2 separate regions of the Gossypium hirsutum genome follow, and region 2 is linked to region 1. Evidence: chromatin contacts called from public Hi-C data. All regions are on one chromosome and are shown on one strand. Each heading gives the region's core, a stretch centred on a gene start, on an enhancer-like site or on the middle of the called end of the contact. The rest is flanking DNA. Distances are from core to core; before and after follow the strand shown.

Evidence for each region. Hi-C and Micro-C count contacts between places; a contact is called where the count stands out from the background.
Region 2: a Hi-C map of leaf shows a contact between it and region 1, with 2.6 times the contacts expected there. The contact joins the promoter of LOC107955299 here to the promoter of LOC107886662 in region 1. A contact is called at or near these places in 4 of 34 Hi-C or Micro-C datasets (all in leaf).

Annotation. Positions count from the first base shown.
Region 1 is chrA07:67,599,031-67,603,212 of Gossypium_hirsutum_v2.1, reverse strand. It overlaps LOC107886662 (rab escort protein 1), which reads left to right and starts at 2,817. Exons shown (of 9, transcript XM_016810707.2): 1 at 2,817-3,591; 2 at 3,720-3,842; 3 at 3,993-4,092. The coding sequence starts at 2,906.
Region 2 is chrA07:68,532,023-68,535,891 of Gossypium_hirsutum_v2.1, reverse strand. LOC107955299 (54S ribosomal protein L19, mitochondrial) reads left to right here and starts at 1,813. Exons shown (of 1, transcript XM_016891036.2): 1 at 1,813-2,997. The coding sequence starts at 2,356. The coding sequence ends at 2,823. It overlaps LOC107955297 (exosome complex exonuclease RRP44 homolog A), which reads right to left and starts at 1,812. Exons shown (of 24, transcript XM_016891034.2): 1 at 1,611-1,812; 2 at 1,310-1,450; 3 at 1,033-1,190; 4 at 854-909; 5 at 652-774; 6 at 360-496; 7 at 8-248. The coding sequence starts at 1,664.

The DNA of each region.
Region 1 (4,182 bases), core at 1,568-4,067:
ATAAAATACAAATGGTAAGTTAGGGGATCTATGAGGCCGAAGGTCGTGACTTATTGTAGATCTCCAATAAGTAAGATATTGGGTTGGGGTCTGGCTCCCGCGATATAGGCTGCACGAGTGAAATCTATATAGAAGTATACTACCTCTATTTGATATTGATTAGAATAAGATATTTTAATTTTACCGCATTACTTCTATTTGACTTTGACTAGAATCCTATAAATAGATGTAGTCGTCTCTCATTTTGTATCATTCAGATATCTGTTTGTTCTATTTTTCTTCTTTTTCTTTGCAATACATTGCCGTTATTGACATTCTATTATCACAACTTACTTTTCATACCAAATTAAACATTGTAGATGAGAAGTAATAACATTTCAAATTAGTCACAATGAGCAAATTAAACTCATGCTGTAATAACAAAAGACTAATGTTTTTGGAATTGTATATATGGTTGAATCAGTTAGACCATTGATCATCCATTCGGTTCAAACAAATAACATTAAAATTCAAAAAATATTAATTTTTTTTCTAAATTTTGGTTCAACCAATTTAATATCAATTCAACTGTTTTTTGTCTAATATATTTTGATTTAAGGGTTAATTCATTTTTATCACTCTTCAAATCAGTAACTCAATCAATTTTCAATATGATTCAATTTGGATAATACTACCAAAGACACTGGTTGAAATCAAATATTAGTTGACACCAAATCCCTAACCAATATCCCTAAAAACTTTTTCCCTCTCATCTACTTAAAAAAAACGATATAAATGAAATTAGGATCACCGCTATATGATAAATGTAAATTAAAGGGTAAACTATACAATCGATCACCCAACTTTAAAATTTTTAATTTAGCCATTAATGTTTGAATTCTTTCATGTTTAGGTCACTTGTTAAATTGATAATGGAAAGTCTTTTATAACTTGTATAATAACACATTTAATCCTCAATACTTATATATTCTACCAATTTGATTATAATTCTAAATAATTTAACAAATTTAACCATTGATATTTACAAATTCTATCAATTTGATTCTTAAACTTCCTAGTAAAAGTTTTCAGCTTTTAAAACAGAGACATTGCACGTCCATAAATTTGTAAAACTCAAAAAAGAAAAAAAAATTTCTTTCAACTAACGAGCTGTTTTCTGAGCTAATTTCTAACACCAATGAATTTATCTTTTATTTCCTTTTCTTTCTTTTTTTTTATTATTAGTTTTCTTCTAAATATTGTACTTTATAACCCTTTGATTAATAACATTTTAGCTAAAGAAAATGGAAAAAAAAACTTCAAAAAAAAAACACTTTAGATTTGCCATTGTTGTTAACAATATGATATCTCCTTTAAGATATATAGAAATAGTCTTCGAAGTTGGAACTTGAAATTGAAAATTAAATATAGAGTTAAAAATATGACTTTAAAAAATTTAATTGTTTAAATTAATAATTATATAAGAAAAAAATTATGAAAATTTAATTTTTTATAAGAAAAAATGTGAAAGAATTAATTTAATTTCCTTTTATTACATTGATAATGCTTTTTTTTTCTAATTTTATAAATGGATTAAGAGTTGATTATGTGTTTATTGATTTTTAATTTTTAAATCCACAATAACCAATAAGTATCATAATGATATCATTTAATGTCAAATTATTTACTAAATTAATTAATTAAAAACTAAAATCATACCAATAAGAGGAAAATTATTATTTATAAAATTTTATTATATATTATATTTTTAAGATTCGTATTTTCTGACATTAACTTTTTAAATATACACAAAAGAGGGTTATATATTGAATTTGATAATTTAACTATAAATAAAATAATTAATAGATGTGGGATGTATTTATTCTAAAAGTAAAATGCTTTGGTTAGAAAATTTAAAGATCAAGTTGATAAAAGTTATAAATATAAAGAGTTAAATTTATGAAATTATGTAAAATTAAATGCAAATTGATATGAAATAAGTATTAAATATTAAATATATTATTATACCAATTAAAATAGATTTTCCTTAATCAATTTTAAGGAAGGGATATTCAAATTTTAATAAAAATTTTTAGTTGATACTAGAGGTGTGCATGGTGGCCCGGCCCGAAGGCCCGCTCGAAATGTGAGAGATTTTGAGTAAAAATATAGGCCCGAAAAATAGGCTTAGGTAAAAAAAAAACCGTTTAAAAAACGGGCTGGGCCTCGAGTAAGGCATTTTTGGCCCGAGCCCGGCCCGAATTCACTACATGATAATTTTTTTAATATTATTTTTTTATTATTTTCTCCCTATTTTGCTACTATTTTACTATTATGTTGCTATTATTTTGTTGTTATTATTTAGATATTGTATAAAACTTATTTTATTGTTAATTTTTTATTAGATTTGTTAATTTTGTTATTATTTTAGAAACATTTGCTTATTAAGTTGTACCTATTTTAGTGTTATTTAATTATACATATTTTTTAAAATTTATTTTCAATTTGTTAAGAAATATTTATTTGATGTTTTTAGTATTTTTGATGGTTTATATATTTTAAAATTATATAAAAAATAATATAAAAATTAATATAGACGGGTTAGGTCGGGTCGGGCCTGGATTTTAACATTTTTATTCGAGCTGGGCTTGGGTAAAATTTTAGTCTCATTTTTCGGGCCGGGCTCGGGCCTTGCAAACAGTCTAAATTTTTAGTTGAACTCTGCCTAAACCCAGCTCGTACCGGCCTGAACCCGCCCCGGCCTGAACCCGGCCCGGCCTGAACCGGCCCGACCCGGCAGTGCACACCTCTAGTTGATACCCAGTTTACCCTAAATTAAACAAATTTTTTCATTTTCTTTTTGATAATTCGGAGCTTCCATTTTCATTTGCTCAGGTTGTAGCGAATTTTCTACCTTTGCTTCGCCATGGACGACATCCCACCCTATCCCCCAATTGATCCAACCACCTTCGACCTCATCGTCATAGGCACCGGCCTTCCCGAATCCATCATAGCCGCCGCCGCCTCTACCGCCTCTAAATCCGTCCTTCACCTGGATCCCAATCCCTTCTATGGTTCCCACTTCTCCTCTCTCCCTCTTGCCGATCTCCCCTCCTTTCTCTCCTCCCACTCGACCTCACCATCACCACCTCGCTCACCTTCTTCCGACGACCCTAACGAATTTTCTCTCTTGGAATTTGCTACTCGTCCTCTCTATTCCTCTATCGATATCTCCACTTTTTCTCCTAACCTTGATCAACACTCTAGAAAGTTCAACCTCGATGTGGCTGGACCTAGGGTTTTGTTTTGCGCCGACAAATCCATTGAATTGCTACTAAGAACTGGAACCAACCAGTACATGGAGTTCAAGAGTGTTGACGCCACTTTCGTTGGGGACAACAAGGGCAACCTCTGGAGTGTGCCGGATTCCAGAGCTGCCATATTCAAAGACAAGAGCCTGGGACTCGTGGAGAAGAACAAGTTAATGAGGTTCTTCAAGCTGGTGCAGGGACACTTGGCTGGCGAACAAGACGTCAAGATTTCCGAAGAAGATTTGCAGAGTCCGTTTGTTGACTTCTTGAATAAAATGGGATTGCCGCCCAAAATTAAATCGTCTGTTAGTCACAACTTTTTTCGTTTTTTATTTTATTTTAATTTTCCCATCTCTAGTTGCCTCCTCATTGATTCAGTCGTAGGCGTGATTCTCAATCGCTTTTGATTTTTTTTTCTTGTCTTTACAGGTTTATATTGTATGCTATAGCAATGGCGGATTATGATCAAGAAGATACAGGAGTTTGTAGAGATTTGCTCAAGACAAAAGATGGGATCGATCAGTTGGCTTTGTATAATGCATCTATTGGCAGGTTAACTTTTATTGTTTCTGTTTATTTTTCAAGTCAAGTCTTCAACTAAAGTTCAAAAATTTTCAACATCATGTTGAAATTTGAGAAGAAACTTATTATATCAAATTGTGGTCTATATTTATGTTCAATGAAATTATTTATTGTCTTTAGGTTTCAAAATGCATCTGGGGCTTTCTTATATCCTATCTATGGGCAAGGAGAACTATCACAAGCTTTTTGCCGTCGTGCTGCTGTCAAAGGTTGCCTTTATGTAAGTTCTGACGAGGAGAGAATTATTTTCTTTGATAATTTTGAATGCAGTTATTGATGTATTTCCTACCGTTGTAGGTTTTATATATAT
Region 2 (3,869 bases), core at 564-3,063, 930 kb before region 1:
TTAATACCTTCATCCGCGATGGATAAGTTCTTCTCCTCATGCCACTGATCTTGGCGCAGAAGTTCCACAGCTACTATATCACCATCAAAAGCTCTGTTCATGTTTTGACGTCCATATATAATTATTTCATCACCTATGCTCTCACTTCCAACATATGCTTGAAATGGATTGTAGCGATTAACACGAAGCTTTCCTTGATGGTATATTCCACGATGCAAGCCCGACGTAATCTCAGACATGGGTTTATGCTAAACAAAGAAAAGATTAGGCCTTAGAGAACCAATTTGTTTCATGTGAACAAATCTTAACCAAATTCATTGTTTACAATTAACAATGGCAAACAGCATTGGCAAACATACTTCTTGATAAACAACTTGTCTCTTGGAAGGTCTCAAATCTTCAATTTCTACCATGACAGTATCTTCAGATTCGGATGCAGGTTGAACAAGCAGGTCAAGCAACTCTGGTTGGCCCAATGATTTTACATAGGACTGAACTGAAACAAGTTGGCCATTGAACGGTTAGCATACCACATGAATAATCCTAATAATTTGCAAATAGAGGTGGTATTAAATAATTAGTGGTAACTGGTAAGCCAATATATAAAATATCAAGTTGATAGAAGTTCCTAAGCAAGTAGAGTGTGCATACTTGTGTCAGCAGAAATGCCCTCTTCACCAGCCCTCCTCTTATTGTCTCTGTCATTGGTTATAAGTAAAACTGTTGCTGCAGTACCAAGATGAGTTTGATACCATTGAGTAGCCACCCGAATTGCTGAAGAACAACAGGACGTAGTAAACAAGCTGAATTTCAGAAGCAAATGCTTAGAGAGATATTAAAGTGCAAATCTAACCTCTGTCATTGTAATCATTTGGAGTTTCACCATCCATGCGCTTTACAAATGTGTCTCTGTTAAGAAAAAGAAAGAAAACACTGGATAAGAGGCTGAAAATAAAATCATTTTATTTGCAGCTGTGAGTGAAAAGTAGAGAATTTGATAGGAAATGAATGGCGAGGAATGAGAAAACCAACTTATGGAACTGGTTACTGAAAACATAGAACTTGCGGAGAGGATTGGTGGAAAGAGCTCTAAGTCTATTGTAAACGGCCATGTTCTTATTCTTAACTTCATCCAGCACCACAGATAGCAGCACCGCATTGTCGATGGCAGAGTTCTCAAGCAAGTCGATCTTATAACATATATTAATAATAGTAATAGTAATAATGAAAATGAAACGTTAAAATTTGAGAACACAATGAAAGAATTCAGTATAATTATATTGAAGCCAAAAGAGAAAAAGAAAAAAACCTGATGAAGAAGGACATTGGTATCAAGAATGAGAAGGGGAGAAGCAACATCCAAAGGAGCACGTGACGTGGAACTGTCACACGTTTTGCAAGCCGCAGCTCCACAGTAAATGTCGTCTCTCAGATATATTTCTCTAACTTCCTGTCCCATCCCCATCCCCATGCCACAAGCAATTCAAATACATTCCATTATCATCATTATAAACTAAAGTAAATACCTCTGTTACTTAGTTAGGGATTCAAAATCTTTTCCATTTTTATATGTAATAAATTAAAACAAAAAGGAGGAGAGGAATCGCAACCTTCTTAATTCTGCCGGCCTTGGTCTTCCTGCTGAACGTGTTGCTCTTCAACATTTTCTCTTCTCTTCTTTGCTGAAGATTTCTGCCTCCAAACGCTTAGCCCTTATCTTTAAACTTGAAGTGGGAGTGTGGAGGCAGCAAAGAATCAAATTACTAGCTAAAGATATAAATTATTGAAAAATTAAACAAAACCGAGTGAACGCCTTCTTCCTCAGTTCTTTTTCTGCCATTTAAAACCTAAAAATTGCCCAACCCAGCCCAGCCCAATCACTTACCTATTCCTTTTTTGGTTAATTGCATCAAAACACCCCTAAATTATAGTCTAAATTATTCTTCAAATGTTATAATTAAGTCCTTAAAGTAATAATATAGTATCAATCAAGTACTTAGACATTAAATGCTAGCTCGAATATAACATTTGGATCAAATATTGAATATATATGGCTTAGTTATTATAACTATTACAAAGAAAGAAATAGTCCTAAATTTTAATATTTGGATGTTTAAAATTTGATTTATCTATTTAATATCATAAGCAAATAAAAGGACTTAATTGATATAATATGATACCAAGAGCACTCAATTAGATGGTTTTAAAATTTGGAATCAAAGTAATTAACCAAAAGTAAAAATAATACCTTCCAATTTGCCATTTACTATTTGCACCCATTTATGTAAATTTTCCAAGCCCAACATCGTTGGGAAATAGAAAAAAACAGTAGGGTAAGCAAAATCAAAGAGAGGCATGTCGACCCTGAAAGAAATCCTAACCCGCCGTCCAGTGGCGGCCACCATCAGGCTGACTGTACCGGCTGGAGGAGCACGACCCGCACCCCCAGTAGGTCCAGCCCTGGGTCAGTATCGACTTAATCTAATGGCCTTCTGCAAGGACTTCAACGCCCGAACCCAAAAGTACAAGCCCGACACCCCCATGTCTGTCACTATCACCGCCTTCAAAGACAACACCTTTGAGTTCACTGTCAAGTCTCCATCCGTCACCTGGTACTTGAAGAAGGCAGCGGGTATCGAGTCCGGAAGCAGCCGGCCTGGCCACTTGGTCGCCACCACTTTGTCCGTCAGACATATTTACGAGATTGCCAAGATTAAGCAATCCGATCCATATTGTCAGTACATGTCCCTGGAGAGTATTTGTAAGTCCATTATTGGGACTGCTAGTACCATGGGGATTAAGGTGGTGAAGGACTTGGATTAGATTCTTCATTTACTCTTCAATCTAAAAAAAATGGTAATGTTCTTCTTAGCTTTTGGATTTGATGCATCTTAGCTGTTCGACATATTGTCTGTGTTGAAAAACCTTGAAACGTTTTTGTTGGATGAATTTCTGCAACTTTCAAACATTATATTAATTCACTGCATCACTTCTCAATTGTTGTTTTCAATATCCAAAATTTTCAAGTAAAATTTTATACTCCTAGTCCTACTATTATGGTTGCATTATACTTTGATCATTACATGTCCGTACTCCTAAGCTAGGCTACTCGAATTTGGTGTAAATGTCAGATATATGTATGCATTAGACATTTCTAAAGTTTTGGGATACGACGGCTTGTATGTATGATGAGAAAAATATAAAATTGGAGTCGTATGGTTACATTAAACTTGAGTTGGAGAGTTTCAGCGTTGTCAACCATAGAAGCCAAACTTAATGTAAAATCGCTTCTTTCAAGACTTGCATCCTTATGTTCATGAGCAATTTCACTTTTTAATACTAGACCAGACCAGAAATCAGCCCAAGCAACCTTCCAGTAGCCTTGAAAGCTCCTAAATTTCACCCACTCTCAATCCTTTGACAACTGCTCCAAAAATACCCATGTTCTTAAATAATTTTCTATTCGATGCTGCACCCTCTTGTTAAGGAAGATGATGATTTGGCTAGGGCTTTTATTGTTTGCCTATGTTTTTAAACTTTTGGAAGTCACCAAATCTAGCGCTGTAGTGTAAAACCATACACTCTGGCCTATGACGCTTTGATTCATGCTTTATAAAAATTCTCTGCAATGCTGGTGTCATTAGCTGAAGCCTTGTAGAGAAAGTTGAGAGCAAGGGAGGTGTTTGTTTGAGAAGGGTTATTATCGAATAGCTAAGGTGAAAGTGGAGCAAAGCTGCCTCCCAAATGCTGACAGTTACAATATAATAATAATCTGTGAGTGTGCCATGTTCGATCGTGGTGTGGAGATATTCAATTAAATGAAGACAGATGGGATCAGTTAGAAGTTTTTGCACATGCATGAGGAAGGG